Regions from separate parts of the Sminthopsis crassicaudata genome. Here region 2 is linked to region 1. The links are chromatin contacts, called in public Hi-C maps. All regions are on one chromosome and are shown on one strand. The core of a region is the stretch at or near the end of the contact, and the rest is flanking DNA. Distances in the headings are between cores, read along the strand shown.

The links. A called contact is a pair of places that touch in the nucleus more often than the background predicts.
Region 2: a Hi-C map of fibroblasts shows a contact between it and region 1, with 16 times the contacts expected there. The contact joins the promoter of OASL here to the promoter of FICD in region 1. A contact is called at or near these places in 2 of 2 Hi-C or Micro-C datasets (fibroblasts and hippocampus).

Annotation. Positions count from the first base shown.
Region 1 is chr1:19,573,219-19,578,089 of ASM4859323v1, reverse strand. FICD (FIC domain protein adenylyltransferase) reads left to right here and starts at 1,449. Exons shown (of 3, transcript XM_074295912.1): 1 at 1,449-1,540; 2 at 2,528-2,870; 3 at 3,326-4,584. The coding sequence starts at 2,585. The coding sequence ends at 4,401.
Region 2 is chr1:20,217,203-20,222,073 of ASM4859323v1, reverse strand. It overlaps OASL (2'-5'-oligoadenylate synthetase like), which reads right to left and starts at 1,847. Exons shown (of 6, transcript XM_074295971.1): 1 at 1,408-1,847. The coding sequence starts at 1,605.

The DNA.
Region 1 (4,871 bases), core at 200-2,699:
GCCAATTGGACGGTTAATAGGGACTATTAACTTGTTTGAAGGTTGACCCTCCCCAGCTGTTCTGTGCTGACTTGATTGGTGGGACAAAGAGGGGGAAGTGACTTGTGTGGGAGGAGTAAGAGAAACTTGGGTGGTGGAACTCACGCTCACTCGTACTTGTGACCTGGCGTTGGAGGCAACGGTAAAGATCTAGAATAAAGACATTTAATGATCCTGACTCCTGCTGATTTCTGGGAAGATAAGAGTTCCAGCAGATAAGTATGAGTCTAAATGTGAATTCAGTTCTTCTGACTCCCATAGCCTTTGGGATCTTCTCTAATTGTGATCCTCCTTAATCTATGCTCAACAGAGGATTGAAGAATGCCTTGGGTGAATGGGGAAAGACTCACTGGGATAAAGATAGAGACACTGCCCAGAAGAAAATAGTTGGGATGGGGTGAGATCATGAACAAAGAGAGAAGGAAGAGAAGATAGAAAGAAAAAAGAAAGGAAGGAAGGAAGGAAGGAAGGAAGGAAGGAAGGAAGGAAGGAAGGAAGGAAGGAAGGAAGGAAGGAAGGAAGGAAGGAAGGAAGGAAGGAAGGAAGGAAGGAAGAGAAAGGGGTAGGGAAGGAAAAGGAAAAAAGGAAAGGAAAGGAAAGGAAGGGAAAGACAGACAGGATAGATAAGTAGGTAGACACAGAGAATGGATAGATTAGAAACATGGATGAGTGCATTGATAAGACACAAAAATAGACAGTAGATAGACGAGATAATAGAGACTAGATGTATGACGGGATAGACAGAGATGACAGATGATAGGACAGATAGACCACATTCTCTTGGGGAAAACCTTAGCGACACGCGACACGCAGTAGGCGTATAATACACGCGCGCGGACGCGCTCTCCCTCCACTCTCCCTTCCTGCTGGTCCCTCCTTCCCTTCTTCTCTCCCACAACTCCCCGGATCTCGGGCAGGGCGGGGCACACAGTAGGCGTTTAATAGATTCCAGTTTATTGAGTGCCGGATTGGTGGGTAGGTGGGGTGGGGTGTCGGCTCTGCAACCCGGAGAAGGGGTATTAGGTGAGGGGCGAGGAAATTTATTGCACTTCTAGAAGTCGGAGCAAAGCACCTTTTCCGCCTAAGCACCGAGACGAGAAAACTGTGGCTTTGGCCCCGCCCCTGATGCTTCCAGCCCCCTCTTTGACCAATAGGAGGGTGAGTAAGCCACGGCCCCATCTAGGCCCCGCCTTTTCCTAGGACAGTCCTAGGGCCCCAGTGGAGCACCCACCTCCGCGGTGACTATTGGCTGCCGCTGACGGAAGACGGACTAAGAAAACAGCCAATAGCAGCGCCACACGGAGTTTTTCCCGGGAAAGCCGGGTCTGTAGAGTGAAACCGGAAATGGAAGCGATCGACAGGTGGAAGTGGCCAACCAGGAGCGGGGATCGAGGATGTGGGGCGGGATCAGAACTGGACTGCGGGACCCAAACCGGTAGAGGCAGAGGCACCTGCGAGCAACACCCTAGAAGCGGAGCCGGAGCGTGGACGGGCGCCGCAGGTGAGGGGAGATGGAGGCCAGGGAGGAGCCGGAGCCGAGGCCGGGAACGGAGAGTCGGGCCAGGGGATGGGGAGCGGAGAACAGTGCTCCGGCGATCCCTGAATGGGACATTCAGGGTCCGGGGCCCCCTTGGCCGTGACATTCGATCTCCGGCCCCCTGGATGTGACGTCCCACGTTCGGGCCCTCCCTGGGAAGCGACCGCGTCCTTAGGAGTTTGGGCTGTGACATCCAGTGCTCCAGGGGCCTCCTGAATGTAATGTTCGGGGCTCCGGGAGCCCCCGGATGTGACGTTTAATGTTTCCCAGGCTTCCCCCTGGCAGTGGCCGTCTTAGCTCCTGGGGCCGCCTGCTGCCACATTCAAGGCTCCGGGCGCCTCCGGAGACATTCGGGGCCCCAGGGCCCGGCCTGAGACTCCGGGACCTCCCGCGGGGGACGGTGCCAGACACTGGGTGCAGAGCCCACCTCTGCCCGGTCCTTTTCCCGCCGTTTCGGTCCCAGGCTCTCAGCCGCTGCCCTGGCACGTCCTGGGAGGGGAAGGGGGAGGGGAGGGACAGGGCCACTGCGGGCTGGCCTGTGCCAAGCGCTTCACGGCTGTGTTTTCATTTGCTCCTCAGGACACTCCTGGGGGTTTGGTGCTGTGATAGCCCTAGTTTATAGATAAGGAAGCTGAGGCAGGCAGGGCTGAAGCGAGGCGCCCACAGAGCCAGAAAATGTCCCAGGCTGCGTTTGAACTCAGGTCTGAGTGCAGCTAGTGCTCCCACCCAGTGCTCCCACCCGGGGGCCCAGGAGCAGCCCAAAAGGGGGAGGGTCAGCCTCCCCTGCCCCGCCCCTTTCCCTCCCTCAGTCACTGGGAGGCTCCCCAGAGCGGCCCTTAGGAGAGGGGGAGGGGACCAGCGTCCCCTTCACCGGGTCCTATTTTTCACCTCAGCCCGGTCGCTTGGGCCCGCGCCGCGGCGGTTCTGACCAGCCTGGCCGCCTCCTTGCAGATGCTGCTCTCCCTCGCCGACGGCGGCCATGCTTGCGGGATGCGCTCCTGAGACCAGATGACCTTCATGTCGATGGCCACGGTGGTGGCGGTGGCGGAGCCGAAATGGGTGTCGCTGTGGGGACGCTGGTTCTGGGTGGCGGCCCTGCTGGGCCTGCTGCTGGGATCCCTGTTGGTGCTCTTGCTCCCCCTGGGGGCCGTGGAGGAGCAGGGCTCCACACTGCAGAAAGGACTCTCCTTGCTGAGGAGCAAGCTGGGAGGAGGACAGAAGTCTCCCAGCACAGGGCTCACCGTCACCACAGGAGGGATCAGTCTGCTGGTGGTCAAGCCTAAAGCGTCTGCAGGTGAGAGACGGCGTGTCCTAGAAGAGGATCCGGGGGTCTCAGTGCAGTCCAAGAGAACACGGCAGCCCAACGGCTGTTTGGGAAGCGGAGGGAGAGAGGAGGGAGCCGCGGCCGCCCTGATTGTGCAGACCCCCTTAGCCAGCGCCGCGCGTGCTGTGCCCGTGGGACACGGAGATCGCTAGCAGTGCTTGCTCACAGAGAGGGGGCTTTGAGGAGGGCAGAGGGCGGCAGGCTTGGGGGAGCTCTGGTCCTTCTGCCAGGCCCCAGAGGGGCGCACTCGGGCACGACGTGGTGAGAGCTGGAACAAAATAGACTGAGATCTTCCGGGGGGACCAGAGGGCCATTGGGTATAGTTTAGACAAAGTGGCCTCAGAGATTCTCCCGCCGTCCTCCCATTTTCCACATAAAGCGTGTCCGTGTCCGTCCTTGACCACCTGACTTTTGGTGTCTTCCAGACGTTAAGCTAGAAGCCCGAGCCGCCTTGAACCAGGCCCTGGAGATGAAGCGGCAGGGGAAGCGCGAGAAGGCCCACCGACTCTTCCTGCACGCCCTCAAGATGGACCCCAATTACGTGGACGCGCTCAACGAGCTGGGCATCTTTTCTGAAGAGGAGAAAGACATTCTGCAGGCCGATTACTTATATACCAAAGCACTAACCATCTCTCCCTACAACGAGAAAGCGCTCATCAACAGGGACCGGACGTTGCCCCTGGTGGAGGAGATCGACCAGCGCTACTTCAGCATCATCGACAGCAAAGTGAAGAAGGTGATGTCCATCCCCAAGGGGAGCTCGGCGCTGCGGCGCGTCATGGAGGAGTCTTACTACCACCACATTTACCACACCGTGGCCATCGAAGGCAACACGCTGACCCTCTCCGAGATCCGGCACATCATCGAGACCCGGTACGCCGTGCCCGGGAAGAGCCTGGAGGAGCAGAACGAGGTCATCGGCATGCACGCGGCCATGAAATACATCAACACCACTCTGGTCTCCAGGATCGGGTCCGTCACCATCAGCGACATGCTGGAGATCCACCGGCGGGTGCTGGGTTACGTGGATCCCGTGGAGGCCGGGAGATTTAGGACTACACAGGTGTTTGTGGGACATCATATTCCTCCCCATCCTCAAGACGTGGAAAAGCAGATGGAAGAGTTCATACAGTGGCTGAACTCGGAGGACGCCATGAATCTGCACCCGGTGGAATTTGCCGCACTGGCCCATTACAAACTGGTCTACATCCACCCCTTCATCGATGGCAACGGCAGGACCTCGCGCCTGCTGATGAACCTCATTTTGATGCAGGCGGGCTACCCTCCCATTACAATCCGCAAGGAGCAGAGGTCCGAGTATTACCACGTGTTGGAAGTTGCCAACGAAGGGGACGTGAGACCCTTCATCCGTTTCATTGCCAAGTGTACCGAGACCACCTTAGACATGCTGCTAATTGCAACCACTGACCATGCCGTGGGTTTGCCAGAAGCAAATCCCAACCATTCTGGATGCAAACAAACTATTCCTGTGAAAACGTAAATCTCGTTTGGCTTAAAAAGTATAGCAGGGATTATTTTGCAGGAATCACACAGAAGCCTTGAGCGTTCCTACTGGGAAACGAGTCTTCTCACAAAGAAGACTTAGAGAGCTAAATGTTCTTGACCTAAGAATGTTCGTTTTAGTTTGGATTTTTTTTTTTTTAAAGAAAATCAGTTAAATTAAGCCTTGTCTCTATAATAATTTATAAGCTAACTATGCCAAATTATTTATTTTGGATTTTAAAGCAGGCAAAAAATGCAAGACGTTAACAGCCAAACTCTGGGCTGGGCATTAAGAGGCTTTTTTCAGGTTATACAGGGAAGTTGCACTGTGGGCCTCTGTCCCACAGGTCCCTGTACATTCTCTCTGTTGAGGGACCATTCTGCCAAGTCGAACTGGGGGCTCTAGGTCAGGAGGCAGGGAAGCTTTTTCTTCTGCGGGCAAGGAACTCCAGGAGTTATTTTTGCAGA
Region 2 (4,871 bases), core at 598-3,097, 640 kb before region 1:
TAGATCATTTTCTCTTTTTATGATAGGATATTAGATCTTGATCTGCAAAGGACCTCATCCACTAAACAGTGCAATCCTCTCATCTTACAATGGGAGAGAGTGAGATCAGGGAGGTGAGATCTCTTACAATGAGAGAAAGTGAGATCAGGGAGGTGAGATGTCTTACAATGAGAGAAAGTGAGAATAGATAGGGAGGTGAGATGTCTTACAATGGGAGAAAGTGAGAATAGGGAAGTGAGATCTCTTACAATGAGAGAAAGTGAGAATAGGGAGATGAGATGTCTTACAATGAGAGAAAGTGAGAATAGGGAGGTGAGATCTCTTACAATGGGAGAAGGTGAGAATAGGGAGGTGAGATCTCTTACAATGGGAGAAGGTGAGAATAGATAGGGAGGTGAGATCTCTTACAATGGGAGAAGGTGAGAATAGGGAGGTGAGATCTCTTACAATGGGAGAAGGTGAGAATAGGGAGGTGAGATCTCTTACAATGGGAGAAAGTGAGAATAGATAGGGAGGTGAGATCTCTTACAATGGGAGAAAGTGAGAATAGGGAGGTGAGATGTCTTACAATGGGAGAGAGTGAGATCAGGGAGGTGAGATCTCTTACAATGAGAGAAAGTGAGATCAGGGAGGTGAGATGTCTTACAATGAGAGAAAGTGAGATCAGGGAGGTGAGATGTCTTACAATGGGAGAAAGTGAGAATAGGGAAGTGAGATCTCTTACAATGAGAGAAAGTGAGAATAGGGAGATGAGATCTCTTACAATGAGAGAAAGTGAGAATAGGGAGGTGAGATCTCTTACAATGGGAGAAGGTGAGAATAGGGAGGTGAGATCTCTTACAATGGGAGAAGGTGAGAATAGGGAGGTGAGATCTCTTACAATGGGAGAAGGTGAGAATAGATAGGGAGGTGAGATCTCTTACAATGGGAGAAAGTGAGAATAGATAGGGAGGTGAGATCTCTTACAATGGGAGAAAGTGAGAATAGGGAGGTGAGATGTCTTACAATGGGAGAAAGTGAGAATAGGGAGGTGAGATCTCTTACATTGGGAGAAGGTGAGAACAGGGAGGTGAGATCTCTTACAGTGGGAGAAAGTGAGAACAGGGAGGTAAGATATCTTACAAAGGGAGAAGGTGAGGAGGGAAGGTGAGATCTCTTGCCCAGAGTCACCCCAGGAGAGACACAGCATTGGAATCTTTATCCCATAACTTAGAATAGCTTTTGCTCCAGGAGCCCTCCCCTCCTCCCTTCCCTCTCCCCAAGGGCAGCTCTGAGCTGTCTCTATCTCCTGGGCATTTCTGCTTCCCAGGGTCCTCAGGCAGTCCAGCTGGCTATCCATTCTCTGACTTCCTCCACACTGGATGGAGACAAGGTGCATGGCCACTCCCAGAACCTCCTTGTTCTCACCTTGACCACCTTCTTCACCCTAACCTCCCGATCCAGGAAAATCGGTGTATGGAAGCACTGTTCCCTCAGGAAGTTCTCGACCCTCCTAAAGACATCCTTGATCTCCTTCTTCCACTCCACATCTGGTAGGAGGTTGTGAGCCACAAAGGCATCCAGCCTTTTGGCTGGGGTCTGGTACAAATCAGAATAGGACGCCATCTGGACCAGTGGCTACCTGTTGTTGTTGGTGGTGATCTTTCCTTCTCCAGGAGGATCAATGACATCACAAGGATGATGTTGTCCGTCTTAATATCTCCTCCAGAATCATTGAAGTTTCGTCAAGACTCCGTTTGTTTGTGGCAACACCCATTCAATGACTCAGAGCTAGGGAAGAATTGAGGAAATAACTATCACTAAAATATTGATTTGGAGAGAAATTTTAGAAATACTCCAGGAGTGGGGCGGGATCCTGCCCAGTGGCCAGCCCACGTCCTTAAGGGAGCCCATCTTCATCCAGGGGGAGGACACTGTCAGGATACACTGGACAGGATGATGGGGAAAGTTCAGCTGGCTTTACCCAGCTGTCACTTTCCTGTTCTGAATCAAAGGGAGCCCAAGGGGTTCCAGGGGACCACAGGGGACCTCTCTATTTCTGCGCCACCTTAACAATCTGGTTGGAAAAAAGAGAAAGAAATGAAACTAATGCTAAGCTCTTTTTGTATTCCCATCCCAGTAAGTTTCATTTCTCTCCCTTTTGAAGAAACTGAAACTTTCCTGATTCTTCCTATTGTAGAACACTAGGGGTCACTGTTTGACCAGTCACTATCCCCATGGGGACTCCCTCTCCTCTACCTTTCCCTTTTGCTTCTCCTTCCCTCTCTTACTGTGCACCTGCAGAATCAAGCTTCACTACCCTGGGTGTGTCTGCTTCTCTCATATCTCCTCTCCTCTTTTATTTCTCCTCTCTACCTCCTTCCTTTCCCCTTTTCTTCCCTTTACTTTCTCTTTCCTTCCCTCTCTCTCTTCCCTTCCTTCCTTTCTCTCTTTCCCTTTCCTTTCTCCTGTCCTGCTTTAATGAGCATGGGATCAAACCCCACACTTTCTCATGCCCTTCTTCTTTGAGGAATCTTAAACAAGAGTAGGGTCTCTGCATCTTTTCCTGAGTCTGCAGCTATCCCCTAAGTGACAGTCCCAGCCACTTCAGACTTCACTGCTCCTTCTAGGACACTTTGCTCAGAGTGCTTCAGAGCTCAATGCTGGAATCCTGACTTAATTTCAGGACAAGCACATCTTTCCTTGGCCTCCCTTTAAATCACTCAATTTCAGCAAAAAAATTGTCAAGAGCCTACTCAGGACAGAGCTTTGTATTGACAATTTGACATTGATGCAAAATTTTAGTCAAGTTAGGCATTTCAGTTCAGCAGAAAGAGGGGATGGATAACCATAATATATATATATATATATATATGTGTGTGTGTGTGTGTGTGTGTGTGTGTGTGTGTATTTGTATGTTTTTTTTTTTTTTTTTTTTTTTTTGCTGAGGCAATAGGGATTAAGTGACTTGCCTAGGATCACACATATTAATATTTGCTAAATATTAAATATTTGTTAAAATATTAAGTTTTGAGATTTGAACTCAGGTCCTCCTAACTTCAGGGCTGGTGCTCTATCCAATACACCACCTAGCTGCCCCTAATGTATATATATTTTAAGTGCAAAAGAGATCTGAGTGGGATCTGAGGAAGAAGGCAGGTATTGACCAGAAGGATTTTGGAAGACTTTTTTTTTTTTTAATTTTTTATTTTATTTTATAATTATAACATTTTTTGACAGTACATATGCATGGGTAATTTTTTTACAACATTATCTCTTGCACTTACTTCTATTCAGATTTTTCCCTTCCTCCCCCAACCCCCTCCCCCAGATGGCAGGCAGTCTTATATATGTTAAATATATTACAGTATAATTTAGATACAATATATGTGTGTAGAACCGAATTTTTTTGTTGCACAGGAAGAATTGGATTCAGAAGGTAAAAATAACAGTTTACATTCATTTCCCAGTGTTCCTTTTCTGGATGTAGCTGGTTCTGTCCATCATTAATCAATTGGAATTGGATTAGCTCTTCTCTATGTTGAAGAAATCCAATTCCATCAGCATACATCCTTGTACAGTATCATTGTTGAAGTGTATAATGATCTTCTGGTTCTGCTCGTTTCACTCAGCATCAGTTGATGTAAGTCTCTCCAAGCCTCTCTGTATTTCTCCTGTTGGTCATTTCTTATAGAACAATAATATTCCATAACATTCATATACCATAGTTTACCCAACCATTCTCCAATTGATGGACATCCATTCATCTTCCAGTGGAAGACTTTTTGGAAGAGATATCTTTTCAGCTGGTATTTGGTGTCCAAGTGGACTTCCCTAAAAGGGGGCTATAGAATATTTTTACAGCATCTCTCTCCCATTATGTGGTGATGTGATCAGCACCTCTAGATTCAACTTCCCTCCACCCCAGTGTCATCAGCCTGAATTTTTACAGCATTATTTCACTGACAAAATCTGCAGGAGACTAACTCATCTTGGGATGAGATGGAGGATTTGGACAGGCTGGAAATTTGGGAAATTCTCAGCTCACTTAAAGGACTGGAGTGGGAAGGGAAGGAGGATGGAAACATACCACAATGCCCAGAAGATGGTAGCAGAGGACTGATGAAATATTGGCTCTTGTTGCAAATAACTGGATGTTGGGGACCAGATGTGCTGCAGGAACAGGGGAATTCTGGGCTTTTGTGCACTAGGTAAAATTCATAGGGCTGAGAGCGGAAGAGATGCTTAGAGTGCCGAATGTCAGAGCTGGGAAGGGCTGTTCCAGTATTCATATTCAGTTGTTCCATTTGCATCTGACTCTTTCTGGCTCTGTTTGTAGTTTTCTTGGCAGAGACTGGTTTGCCATTTCCTTCTCCATCTTGTTTTTTAGAAATGAGGAGCTGAGGGCAGAAAAGGTGAAATCACTTGCCCAGGATCACACACTAGTAAGTGTCTGAGATGGACTTGAACTTATGAAGATGAGCTTTCCTGATTCCAAAACCAGTGCACGATGCATCATACCACCTAGCTGCCCTACAGAATTGTGACCCTTCTGGTCATTGAATCTATGATGTTAGCCTTCTTAGCACCCCACTCTAAGCAACTGAGCAAACTGACTCTTATTCCAATAGAACAAGGGATGTCAGATCTGGGAGGGCCCTTAGGCTAGGGAATAACCTGGATAGAACGTTACCTGTTCCAAGTGACAAAATAATAAGTGACTAGTTATCCTGAAGTCAACAAATCTATCTCCACTTCTTCCTTTGTCCTCCCCAGATTTGTCCCTCCTCTCCTCTGGGAAGAGCACACTGATCTTGTTCTTTCTCCTACCTTTTTTTCAGAAACATGCTTTTAGAGCCTTCATTTACATGTTAGTATGAATACAATCAATC